Linked DNA regions of Sus scrofa: region 2 is linked to region 1. The links are chromatin contacts, called in public HiChIP or PLAC-seq maps. All regions are on one chromosome and are shown on one strand. The core of a region is the stretch at or near the end of the contact, and the rest is flanking DNA. Distances in the headings are between cores, read along the strand shown. Region 1 has its middle 56 kb from the start of PRDM8. Region 2 overlaps ANTXR2 (anthrax toxin receptor 2).

Region 1 (6,609 bases), core at 2,633-5,132:
GCGCACTTTGGTTTCGTTCTAGCTCCTGCTCCTCTAACAGTGCACATCTTTTAAGGTGTAGAATGAGGATGAGGTGGTGGCAGACGTTACGGAAAGAGGAAGGTGTGTGCGTCTCTGTTCAGGGGAAGGGCTGGCGGGGCCTCTGCGATACCGGCAGTGGTTTGTGGGGTTGGGGAAGTGCCAGATGGACTTCTTTCTTCATTTAAAATACTTCTTCAACAGACGGGTTTAGACTGCAAAGATGGTATATAATAGATCACTGAGAAACTGCCAAAAGATGGAGAAAAAAATGGAATGCATAAAACTAGGAGAAACAGAGAGGTGCACATAAAGAGTGCCCAGCGGCGTTGACGAACTGGAAATGAGTTTGCGTTTTTACTGTTCTGAGACCTGGTTGCTTACACTAAACCAGGAACTTCTTCGTTTCCTTTATAGGAAAGAGGTGGAGTTTGCTTACCTGACTGCCTTTCGTGTAACCATACTTCTTAGTGGTTTGCAAAGTCTCATTTTAAAAAAGTGGGATATCACAGCATAATGTTACACATGATGTTAGAAAAGTCAGTTTGTGACTTGACTCGAAAAAAAACTTTTTCCATATTTTCTCTAAAACTTAATAATAGTATTAGCCCTTTTCCTACAACTGCACAAGTGTATGAACCTCTAATGCTTAAAATTTTGTTTCTAACACTCTTTACCACTGAGGGGAATCACAACTCACACAGTTGCTGTTTCAGTCTTAAAGCAGAAAAAAGGATTGGAAACAGCAGGTTTAAAATGTGTAGTTTTCTTGGAATTCCCTTCTGGCTCAGTGGGTTGAGAATCTGGTGGTGTCGTTGCTGCAGCATGGGTCATTGCTGCGACGTGGGCTTGATCTCTGCCTCTGGAACTTCCCCATGCCACAGGCATGGCCAAACAAAAAGCCACATAGTTTCATTAGAGAGCAAAAAATGTTTATGAATGTCATGGGCTGAAGACTAAAAGGAGAAAGAAACTAATAAAGTTCAAGTCTTGAAAATCTGAACTTCCAAACATAATATAATTAATTTAATTGACATGTGGATTGTGTGAAAGCCTGTGAATTCATAATGACATGCCAAAAAGTTGTAACTATGAAAAACTTGAAAAAAGCGTGAAAATATAGGATTTAAAAAAATTATTTCGATATGTAGAGAAAAGCTTTGTCCTTTTTATATCTGCATATGGATTTTAAAATTATAGTTAGGTTTGCCTCTTTCTGAGTAATGAGAGAAGAGTGAATACAGAAAATAGTGAGTTGAACCGATGATCAGTCCTGGTGGTTCCTCAGGTACTGATGACTAACCAGTAGTCACACCCACAGTAACCAAGGGGAGTAAGGCTTCGCCTGCGCACGGGGATGGCAGATAAGCCAGATGTTCCACCAAGGAGCTGTGCCTTCTTCAGCTGAGCGGCGAAACTCTTAGATGACTCTCGGGATCGTAGCGATGCAGCCGAGACAGCAGTACCCCTCCGGTTGTTGCGGGCAGGTTTCTAAGGTGACGCTTGCCCCCCGGAATTGTATCCTTGCCCGACCCTCTTCCTTGGAGTGAGGGCCTTGCCAAGTCATTCCGTCTAATAAATAGAACCCAGCAAAAGCGATGCTGTCTCTTCCTAGATTCGTTTTAAAAAGACCGACTTGGCATCACTGTCTCTTTCTGGCCTTCTTGGCTTGCTCCTCTGATGAGGCCAGCTGCCATGTCATGAGCTGCCCTGCACAGAAGCCATGTGGCAAGACGCTAAGGGTAACCTCTGGCCAACAGCCAGCGAAGAGCTGAGACCCTCAGTCCTACAGCCAGGAGAATTCCACCAACAATCCAATGAACGGGCCGAGAACTCATTCAGATAAGCCTTGTGATGGCTGTTTCCCTGGCTAATGCCTGGACTGCAGCCTTTTTTTTAAAGTTTCCCCAATACATTATTTTTTTCTACTGTACGACATGGTGACCCAGTTACACATACATGTGTACATTCTTTTTTCTCCCATGATCGTGCAGTTGCAGCCTCATAAGAGACCCTGAGCCGCAGGCGCCACCAAGCCACGCCCACATCCCGACCCTCAGCAACTGTGAGCTGACCAATAGCTGGCGGTGCTGTAACCCCGAGGTTTCAGAGTGATTCATTATGTGGCAACGGATAATTAACAGGCCTGCAATGGCAAGGTCAGAGGAATGACGTTTACATGCATTCTTGTCCCATGTCCCAGCAAGGAATCTGTGGCAGATAATCTGGAGTTTGCTAATTGGGCTAGAAACGACTCTTTTTCATTCTGTTGACTGTTCTGCTAAGAAGATATATTCTCTAAACTCACTGTAAATCTTATACAAAAAGGATGGAGTTCCCGTTGTGGCGCAGTGCTTAACAAACCCGACTGGAAAGAAAACAAGAAAATCTAATAATAGTAGATTTAATTGAGCTTTTTTGTTTTGTTTTGTTTTTTGTCTTTTCTAGGGCTGCACTCACGGCATATGGAGGTTCCCAGGCTAGGGGCTGAATTGGAGCTGTAGCTGCCAGCCTACACCACAGCTACAGCAACGCCGGATCCGAGCCGCATCTGCGATCTACACCATAGCTCACGGCAATGGTGGATCCTCAACCCCACTGATCAAGGGCAGGGACTGAACCTGCATCCTCATGGATACTAGTTGGGTTCGTTAACCACTGAACCACAAGGTAACGCCCAGAATTTTAAGTGCCTATGAACTGTTCATGACTCCTGGCCATCTTCCTCCAGTGTAAATGAGAGTGACTTCTAGAGACACTTCATGTTACCTTTCATTTCTTAGTAACCAAGATTCATAGCCAAGATTATTTCTGAATTATCTTTGAATGGTCATTATTCAAACTGGATAATATTAACTATTGGTCAAAAATCAAAGATGAGTTTTTTGGATATTGGGTATATTATTGAACCGGTTATTGCTGGGTGACTAAAGCCCAACCCTGCTGGAGGACCTTGTGGAATCAGGTAAAACAATACACTTTTTCTCTAAAATATAGGAAGCCGGAGTTCCTGTCGTGGCGCAGTGGCAACAAATCTGACCGGCATCCATGAGGATGCAGGTCGATCCCTGGCCCCACTTAGTAGGTTAAGGATCAGGCGTTGCCATGAGCTGTGGTGTAAGTGGCAGATGCAGCCTGCATCCCATGTTTCTGTGGCTGTAGTGCAGGTGAATGGCTACAGCTCCAATTCAGCCCCTAGCCTGGGAACTCCCATATGCCGTGTGTGTGGCCTGAAAATAAATAAATAAATAAAATAATATAAAATAAAATAAAATACAGGAAGCCAAGACTTTTTCCAGCGACTGTCCCCATTTGGTTGAGAGTTATCCTTGGCACTCCTTGCATTTCTGGCTGCCCAGGAACTCCAGTTCAAGTGAAAGAATTAAAAAAGAAACTCTTGAGCTAATGGTGGCCTGTAATTATTTTGTGGTCTCCCATGTTATGTTCAAATTCACTTTAACAAATAGACACTTCCCCCCTCAGAGAAGGTAGAGGTGCTTTGCCCGTAGAGATGGCAGGGGCTGTGGGATGTGGCATGGTGTCTCAGCTGGCGACAGATCCAGAGGCGCTTCTTCCAGCACATGCTGGAGGGAGACGTTTTGCTTTCTCCCCACTCCTGAGGTCTCATTCCACATGGAAGGTGTTCGGTTCGTGTGAGGGTCTTGTCCTCTGTCTGTGCCCTTCCTGTCCCCTTAGAGAGGAGAGCGTGATTTATCTGATGAGTTTGGAAGGAGAAGCTGGGCAAGTGAATTTGTTCTTCTCAGCTCTCATTTCTCTTGGGAATCTAGCTGCACAGAAAGCACACACACACACAGTTTGACTCCTCCCGGGGTAAGCTTTGCAGGGCAGGCCTCTCTACTCAGGTGGCAGATTATTCCCTGTGGTCGAATGACTAAGGATAAGGAAAGTCCCTGGCCTGTAAGCCAGTCTTGAGTAATAAAAGCGATATTTCGATTTCCATTTGTTTTCTCTTAGTTCAGAACATGGTTACAAAAAGAAGAGTGCTATCTGTTATTCCCAGTCCAGCATTGTTCTGTCTTCAAGTCATAGAAACAGTTTGAAGTTTCCTTTCCTTTTGGTTCAGTTTGCTTAAAAACGGCAGTGTGGTGCTGACTTCTTGTTACGCGTGTACTTCCTCTTCCACAAACCTTACGTCTCCAGCTCGGTCTTTTACGAAATCGGGCATGTATTTCGCCACTTTGTTCGAACTGCAACATGCTTTTAGTCATTCTTCTATGATTTTACTTCCTCACAAAAGTTATTCATTTTAGCATCCTTAGTGGACAGTAGTTACTTCGATTTGTTCATAACGTTTGGGCTACCTGTGGTTGACTTTGCTGAGGGCTACGATGACGGGTTGCCTTTGGTTTCCTTGTTTATGATTTTTATTTTCTCCATTATGGTTGCTTTGCAGTATTCTGTCAAAGTGACCCAGTCATATATATATATATATATATATATATATATATATTTTTTTTTTTTTTTCCCCTCACCTTATCCCCCATCATGTTCCATCACAAGTGACTGGGTATAGTTCCCTGTTCTGTTCAGCAGGACCTCACTGCTTATCCACTCCAAGAGTCTGGGATTAATAGATGCAAACCATTGCCTTTTATTTTCCGTGTATTAAAATGGACTGTTCGATGACAAGTGTGTGGATGACTCTGATAGACAGATACCGAGATCCCTTGGGTTCCCTTAAAGCAGAGATTGTGACAAGGGTGCTGCTGGCTTATTCGACTGGGGGTTGGGTTGGGGGTCTGGCTAGACTCTAGGAGGCTGGGGCAGGAAGGAGGGCAAGGCGACAGACAGTGTCGGTATTCCCGCTCTTTGCCCCTGGGTCCCGGTTCTCCTGTGAGGACCAGTGGAGAATATGCCCTCAGAACTGTTCCTCCAGAGGACGGGAGACCCAGGGGCCAGGTCCTCTGCCTAGTGGCCCTGCTCCTCAGTGGATGGTTGCCCTTGGCAGAATGAACTGCCCCCACCTTCTGGGCTGCTCTCGTGTGGGCAGAGCGAAGGAAGGTCGTGTACAGAGCAGGGACTTGAGGCGGCTGGGGATGCTTGCCGTAGGCACGGAATCTGTCCGCCGTGGCTTCGGCTGACACCAGGGTGAACTGAAGGGGTGGGGCACAGGGCTCTGCTGTGGGTGTTACCCAGGAAATATTCAACATAGTCAAAAGAGAGCAACCAATTGCTAAATTCATCCCATCAGTAAGTCCTGGAACTGTTGACCTGGTCCAGCTGAACAACTGTTTGGTTTTTCACAGATGATGTTGCTTTGAGTCCTGCCCAATTCCAGAGCAGCCAGGTGTGTGGGCGTCTTTACCTCCGTCCATCTATCCACCACTCTGTTGACCCGGCCGGTCCAGATGTCCTTTATGTTGTACTGGCTTTAAACTACTCGTGTGTAGTACTGCAGTAATAATTGTGTACTGACATTCATTCTTAATAGTGTAAATTGGTCCTTGTAAGGAAGTCTCTCCTCTTTCTCTTGTGTGTGTGTTTCTAGTACAAACCAAACATTTGTGACTTCAACATGGTGGTTATCGTGTAGTGACTTCCTTTACAAGAGTGAAGTCAGAGACTCCTAGATACAAAATCTGTATCCTCCTGAATGGTATTGAAAGGGAACGTAGACCATCCCTAGGGTGGGCACTGAGGCCAGCCAGAATCCAGGTAGGATGAGCAACTTATGCTCCAGGAAAAGAAAAATTCATCATTTATGGTCAGATTCTCTAGATTCAGTTTCTTCCTGTGTATTTGTGATGTTGCTGCCCTCCTGCCTTAAATAAAACCTTGTTGAAGCGTTTTAGTCCATTGTCTGTCATGCTCATGGATATTAAGGAAAAGATTTGGTGTTCACAATTGTCCCTTGATGCTGCGGGAAATAGCATCCATGTCTTATGTTCTGGTGATGGCTCATGAGTAAGGGACTCTCCAGTAGGAGACTCACTGGGGAGACTTTCTCTTATTTGTGTTTTCTTTCTTTCTTTCTTTCTTTCTCTTTCTTTCTTTCTTTCTTTCTCTCTTTCTCTCTTTCTCTCTTTCTCTCTCTCTCTCTCTCTCTCTCTCTCTCTCTTTTCTCTCTTTTCTCTCTTTTCTCTCCTTCCTTCCTTCCTTTTCTTTTTCCTGCAAGCAAGCAAAGTGTTTATTACGGGAAAGCAAACAGCACCCAGGACAGTTGGGAAGGAGAGTCCCCCCTCTATTGTTCTATGGAGGTTTTTATCCCTTAAAGATGGGGGTACCAACACGGGGTCCGGAGAGATGAGAGTCCCCCCTCTATTGTTCTATGGAGGTTTTTATCCCTTAAAGATGGGGGTACCAACATGGGGTCCGGAGAGATGTGGTTTTCTCCCATTGGCCTCGCCCAGTTACCAATATCAGTCCTTGTCCAATAGGCGTCTTAGGGGTGGAAATGTCCCCTAAGTCTCATGGTTTCTTTGCCCTTCTCTTCCCAAAGATTGAGGCACAGGGGCTTAGGGATTAATGTCCCTCTGGGTGCAGGTCCACTCCCTGCAGTAAACAAGGCCTGTGGAGATGCTACTCCCTGGAGCCCTTAAGCCGCACACGTTCATCATTGCACATCAAAGA
Region 2 (6,531 bases), core at 511-3,010, 130 kb after region 1:
AAATTCTAGATGAGTGCATGTCTTTTTATTTCTCATATTTTAAATTCCTTATGGTAATTGTCATGTGAGAGCATCTTTGAGTGCCTTAAGAATGCTCTACTAGCAAACAGTAGAGCTCTATGAAGGTTGTGTGTATGTGAAGTTTCTGTAGTTATTTTCATTGTCTTCTGAAAAATAAATGAAGTAATCAAGGATTCTGGGCGATATTTTGGTGGTGTCTGTTTTGGTTCATTTGCAGCCTAACGTAGCTGTAGAAATAGCTTGTATGATTTTTCCCTCTTATATCCAGATGCAAAGTTAGAAATCAAAGCACCGCTGTAATTGTTCATGTATACTTGCTTCTTAATCTTTTCCTAAAAATTTCTGAAATTAATGAATGTTTTATACTCTATACTGCTCTGAGAATTATTTTAAAGTTATTTTTAGTAAATTTATTAAAACTGAAAGTAATTATAGCAGTTACAGCGGATAGCAATCAATGTCTTTGAAAACTGAGACGTTCCCATTGTGGCTCAGCGGGTTAAGAACCCAGCTAGTGTACATGAGGATGCAGTTTGGTCGCTCACCTCGCCCAGCGGATTAAGGATCGCCAGGAGCTGCAGTGTAGGTCAAAGACGTGGCTCGGATCTGCTGTGGCTGTGGCTGTGCCCATGCGCTTAGTAAACAGAGGGAGATACCAAGCGCGGTCTGCCTGGGTAGGGAAGTCGGACGTGGGCCCTGCCTTCCTAGAGCTCACAGTGAATGTGAAAAAGGCAAATGAGGTAAATAATGGCATCTCAGCATAAATAAATATGCGCAGACACCCATCAAGAGACCGTGATAAATGCTAAAGGTTAAAGAACAGAGAACCATGCCCTTATGGCGAAGAGGGGCATTTTCTAGCTGGAGGTACAAGGAAGGCTTCCCCAGGAAGGGACTTAAGCTAAGCCCTGTAGGATGAACAGGGAGCCGGTAGACGAAGAGGGTTGGGCCTTGGCAGCAGAGCCCAGAGCAGGGCAGAGTCTTTGGGCCGGAGGAGCTGGGCGTTAGGAGGTGAAAACCCCAGCGTGGTTCTCGTGTGGGTGGCACTCGAGCTGCCCTCAGAGATCTGACCTGTGAAGGTGTGAGGTTGCATTTACCCGGCCGCACACGTTCCACTTGCCGAGAACCGTTGTTGCTGCATCGTCACCTGCTTGGTGATTTTTGATATTCATCTTGTCCTGTCATTTGAACACACAAACAAATAGTGTTCCGTTTTCGCAAAGTCTGGGGAAGTGCTGCCTGGAGGTAATCATGCTTGTAACCAGAAGAATCCTCCCCAGAGACAGACAGGGCCGCAGGGACCATGCGAACAGCTCCAAATTGTGGTTTTGCTTGCCTTATGTTTCTTCAAGGCATAATTCAAAACACTTTGGAAGATTTCATATTTATTGTGGCCTGTCTTAACATAGTATATGTGAAATAAATGTAAGGGAATTTAATACAAATAAATTATAGTATATTTAATATATAAGTGTAATAAAAAGGAATATCATATAAATAGGATATAAGGTAATTTATACAATTTAAAGAATTTAAAGAAATGCAGTTGAAATCCGGTTTGACATTTTGTTGCTTTCTGTATTACTTTCTGCTGTTTCCTTAAAAAAAAAGTGTGTTTGGGATTTGATCCTTAACTTTGCTGACTGCCTTGCTTTTGTTTTCTGCTTCCTCTAGTCTAATGGGATTGCAGCCGTCATCGCTATTTTGGTGTTACTGCTACTCCTGGGTATCGGTTTGATGTGGTGGTTTTGGCCCCTTTGCTGCAAAGTGGTGAGTAAGAAAGACTTGCAGACCTACAACACTGAGGTATAAAGTCAGGCTGAAGTGTGAGTCAGTGCCACATTGTGCAACAGCAGAGTCTCAATTAGCAAAGTGAATTTTAACAATTTTTATCACTATAATAAAATTCCATTCATGCATTCCAGAGAATGTTTATTATGAACATTTATTCATCCAGAAGACACTTTGCAATCAGGTTTGGGGGAAGAAGGGGAGAAGAAGGTAGGAGAGGTTATGGGATGAAGGGTTTTCTGCTCCAGTGCAAAAGAACTTCACGTGAGTTGATGTGTTCTGCCGGATTAATTGAGAGAGGTTGGTAATCGGTCAGGGTTTTTTGGTTTTGATTTTTTTAGCGTTTATCGAATGTTTCGTTACCTCTTTGAAAGCTCTGCTATTTTAGGACCTTCTCTCTTTGCCTCTTGGAAAAAACATTTTTGAAATAAGTCACGTCAAGGAGAACAGACTTGTGCTTGCCACGAAGAGAGAGGGTGGGAAAGGGATGAAATGGGAGTTTGGGATTAGTGGATACAAACCGGTATATAAGGAGCATATCGACAGCAAGGTCCTCTTGCACAGCACAGGGAACTATAGTCAATATCCTGTGATAAAAGCACATTGGAAAAGAAGATGAAAGAGAATAAATGTATGAGAAACTGAGTCACTTTGCTGTACACGGGACGCTAACACAACACTGTAAATTAACTAGACTTCAATAAAAAAAGCAAGAAGTCTTGTGCAAATGTTAGGATATTTGTTAAACAGTCACTTTGATGTTATGACAGTTGGTTTTAGGTTGTGTCATTTTTCGACTGTGAGGAAGACCTGAAAGCATCCGGGTGTGTATAACCTTTTTGTTGCGACCGTAACAGACTGCCGCACATCTGGTAGCTTAGAGCCACACCAGTGTAAACTGCTACGTAATCGCCTCCAGCATGGGTCCCACTGGGCTAAATTCAGGTGTCGATAGGGCTGCATTCCTCTCTCCTGCTGTTGAGAGAATCTGCTCTCTCGCCTCCTCCATCTCCTAGAGGCCACCGCTGTTCCTTGCTGCACGGGCCCCTTCTCCTCCTTTGAAGCCGGCCAGCTTGCGTCTTTGCGACCATTTCTCTGTAATCACTGGTCCCTCTGACTCTGAACCCCTGGGAAAGGGACCACGTGATTAGGTTGGACGCATCTGAATAATCCAGGATAATCTCCCATCTCAGGATCCTAGCAAAGTCTCTGGCCCTTTAAGGCAATTTCGTCACAGTTCCAAGGAATTAGGGTGTGGACATGGTTACAGAACTGTGATTCTTCCTACCACAGGGTGGAAGGTTGAGTAATAAACATGAGCACATTTCAAGCAATGCAACTTGGACTGTCCAGACTTCATAGGAAAGGGAATCCCACCTTCTTTTGATAGCACGCCTTTTCTTCCCAGCACATTGTATGGAATGCTGTCACCTGTAGGTCACTAGTGTTTTACGTGACTGTGTTTTCTTCTCCTTACCTTTGTTCATTGATTTCGACTTTCTTGCAACTTCAGGCAGTGCTTTGTTTTACTCCTGCATTGCGTTTCAGTCTGCTTCCATGAGGCAACTTTGCAGTCCTTTATCTCAGAGCAGTTGGCCCAGGGAGGAGGCACAGAATTAACTGCGACACCAGTGGAGACAAGAAGTGTGCTATCTCTTTGCTGAACTAATCAGTTTCCTGCCGTAGCAATTTCTGCTCAGTTTCCTGTTGTAATCTTGATTATCTTAGGGTGATTTTTAGGCGAGCGAGCATTCTTGAGTCTCAAGTTAAAGAGCAAAAAGGCACCTTCATGTGATCCATGGTCCTTGTTTTTTTTTTTTTTTTTTTTTTTTTAATTTAAACTTCACCGTGGCAGATTTCCTTCTTGCATTATTTTGCAGTTTCATTTAATATTGATCAGAGGGCTCGAAAGTGTCAAAGCATTTTGATTTTTCACAAAGACACGTCCTGCTGTACAGCACAGGGACTGTACCTAGTCACCTGTGATGGAACGCGGGGGAGGGGAATGTGGCAGAAAGAGTGTGTATATACGTGTGACTGGATCTCCACGCCGGATGGCCGAAAGGGACAGCATGTCCTAAGTCAGCTATAGTTAAACAGTCAAAAAAATAAAAGGCGGCTGTGGAAGACTGCAGCGAGCTTCTCCGGGAGGCGCCGGACGCGCTCAGTGACGTCTCCACCCTCATGCTGGATGTTGCAGAAAAGGATTCGGTGGCCAGGCGGTGAGCGTAGAGCCCTCCCGTCCCTGTCCCTGCCGGTGGCGAATCAAATCAGGCGTGCTTCTTTGTGCGAGGCACCCTGGGGCAGCATGAAGGTGTATCTCCAGGAAGTCAGAAGGGCTTCCTCTTCTCAGAAACAGCATGTGCTTACTCATTTCTGGAGCGTTTACTTCCTAGAGAGAACCGTCTTTATTTTACACTTAGAAATAGACTGAAGAGCAGCCAGCCCTGAGAACGAGCTTGTCTTTAGGTCTAGGAATAAATGAACCCTAGCAAATGGTTCCTAAAGTAAGTTTAAAAACAGGGAGACGGGGAGTTCCTGTCGTGGAGCAGTGGTTAACCAACCCAACGAGGAACCATGAGATTGCGGGTTCAGTCCCTGGGCTTGCTCAGTGGGTTAAGGATCCAGCGTTGCTGTGAACTGTGGTGTAGGCCGGTGGCAACAGCTCCGATTAGACCCCCAGCCTGGGGACCTCCATATGCCGTGGGTGTAGCCCTGGAAAAGACAAAAAAGACAAACAAACAAAAATCCCCAAGAAACCCCAGGGAGATGGTAGAGGCGGCATTCTGCATTCAGCCCTTAGCACTGTCACATGTGCCAGAACTGTGCCAGGAGCTGGGGACACGGCAACGACGATTATATAATCATTACGTGATTAGCACGTTTTCCTGTGAAGCCCAGAACCGTGGGCGAAGTGTGGACGGAGGTTGAAGCTTATAAATGGAGGCGTGTGTCCCGGTAGCAAGATGTGTGAGGAGCACAAAGGAAGAGGGTTTTGCCAGAGTTAAGGGGTTGTTTCAGGGAAGTGGAGCCGGGCTGCTGACTCCCAACCGAGTTTTGAATGTAGTGAGACACCGCAGTTGAAGAGGGGCTGTCCCCTGAAGCGTGTGGACTGACATGAGTTACTCAGGCACGCTTCTGGAAGGGCCAGGCTGAGGCCTAGCGTGTCAGGGAAAGGGGGCCACTCCTGTGTCTTTGAGGACATTTGTACTCACCCCAGGGATGATAAGAAGCCACTGGAAAGATTTGATCAGTGTAATCCCCTAAAAGAAGTTTTGCTGGCTTGGTGTGGTGCTGGGTCTGGTCCTGGTGGGGGTTAAACCATCCAGCTGAGTTCCGTCAATAATTGAAACGCAAGGCCAGTGGCAGAGAGTGGGCCTTGGATGTGGCGGGGCGGGGGCGGGGGGCACCGCCTGGGGTGGGGAGTGGGTGCAGACTGCCCTCGGGCAAGAGGCTGCAGAGATGTATTATGCCAGACGAGGAACAGAGCCAGTGTTTTGTAGCAGCTGTAGGTGGAGTGCAGCCTTTAACATAAAGAGGACCCGGCCTGAGCTGTGTCGAGTGCGCACGGAAGCTCTGTGCGCCTGGGAGAGAGGAGGCGGCGGTTTGAAAACGGGGCGAGGAGACCTAACCTCGTGAACACAGAGCTCCCGAGGGCACCAGAGGGGGGTGGTTCAGCGGCAGGGGGTCCACTTCATTATGCTTAGAGACTGTATTTCTGCCCTGCTCACGTCAGAATGTGGTTCATGAAACAGTTCTTAGCAGCATTAACTTGTTTAGGAATCCCTTTGCTCTTTGCCTATTGTTACCAGTAATTCTGCTTTTTAAGGGGCAATGGAATGCATTCATCTCAGCTTTGCTCTTGGGCAAACTTCTTTTGCTTGTCTTTTAAGTCTTGGGGCCAGTATTTCACCTCCTACCTGAAATATGACTCAACAGCTTAAAGCGTCCGTTTTCGGGCACATTTGCATCATGTCAGCAGCCCCTCCTTGAGAATGGCATGCTCAGAAGGTCTTATCAAGGTAGAAATCCTGGAGGAAAAAAACCCCGAGCTGGAGGCGCCAATGTCTGTCACTCGTTCTTCATTCAGTCATTTCATATGTTTTTAAAGTATCTTGCGAAATAATTTAGCCATTCCTTGTTTAGAGATTAAAATTTCACCCACGTCTCATTAGTGGCTCAGAGATGACAGAGTGGCTTCTCTCTTGGGCGGTGGTTCTCCGTTTCTTTTCTGCTCCTCGTACCTGGACAGCCCTCAGGGCAGCAGCTGCCCGATTCCCACTCGCGGCGCTTCTCTCGAGGGGAGAGGATGGCTGGATGAGACACGCCCAGGCTGCCCGACAGACCCTCGAGAGGAGGTCTTAGCTCCTTGAAACCATGGATGGTATCTTTTATGGCAAAAAGGGCTTCACCAATACGATTAAACTAGGGCTCTTGAAATAGGGAGACGATCCAGGATGACGTAAGTGGGCCCCACAGGCCGGCACAAGTGTCCTTGTAAGAGGGAGGCAGAGGAGAGAAGACCCCCGGGCAGGGGAAGGCAGCGCAGTGGTGGAGGCGAAGATTGGCGTGATGCCGGCCGGTACCAGGCAGGGACGCCGGTCGCAACCAGAGGCTGGAAGGTGCAAGGAGCAGAGACACCCTGGGCACCTGTGAATGACAGGGTCTGCCAACAGCTGATTTTAGCTCTGTAGTTCTCAATTTGGACTCTTGGCACCC

The links. HiChIP or PLAC-seq counts read pairs in DNA pulled down with a chosen protein or histone mark.
Region 2: an H3K27ac HiChIP or PLAC-seq map of alveolar macrophages shows a contact between it and region 1. The contact joins two enhancer-like sites. A contact is called at or near these places in 1 of 47 Hi-C or Micro-C datasets (embryonic fibroblasts) and 1 of 2 datasets of contacts at active chromatin or transcription factors (alveolar macrophages).

What each region holds. Positions count from the first base shown.
Region 1 is chr8:137,664,004-137,670,612 of Sscrofa11.1, forward strand. No RefSeq gene overlaps it. Among named protein-coding and RNA genes, the nearest start is that of PRDM8, 56 kb to the left of the region's middle. Within about 2 kb of position 3,883, at least 22 of the 83 cell types and tissues checked have an H3K27ac peak or open chromatin away from gene starts, as enhancers often do. A contact at or near this core is called in alveolar macrophages and embryonic fibroblasts, where this site is marked.
Region 2 is chr8:137,797,976-137,804,506 of Sscrofa11.1, forward strand. It overlaps ANTXR2 (anthrax toxin receptor 2), which reads left to right. Exons shown (of 17, transcript XM_003129371.6): 12 at 1,696-1,791. Among named protein-coding and RNA genes, the nearest start is that of ANTXR2, 72 kb to the left of the region's middle. Within about 2 kb of position 1,761, at least 17 of the 83 cell types and tissues checked have an H3K27ac peak or open chromatin away from gene starts, as enhancers often do. A contact at or near this core is called in alveolar macrophages and embryonic fibroblasts, where this site is marked.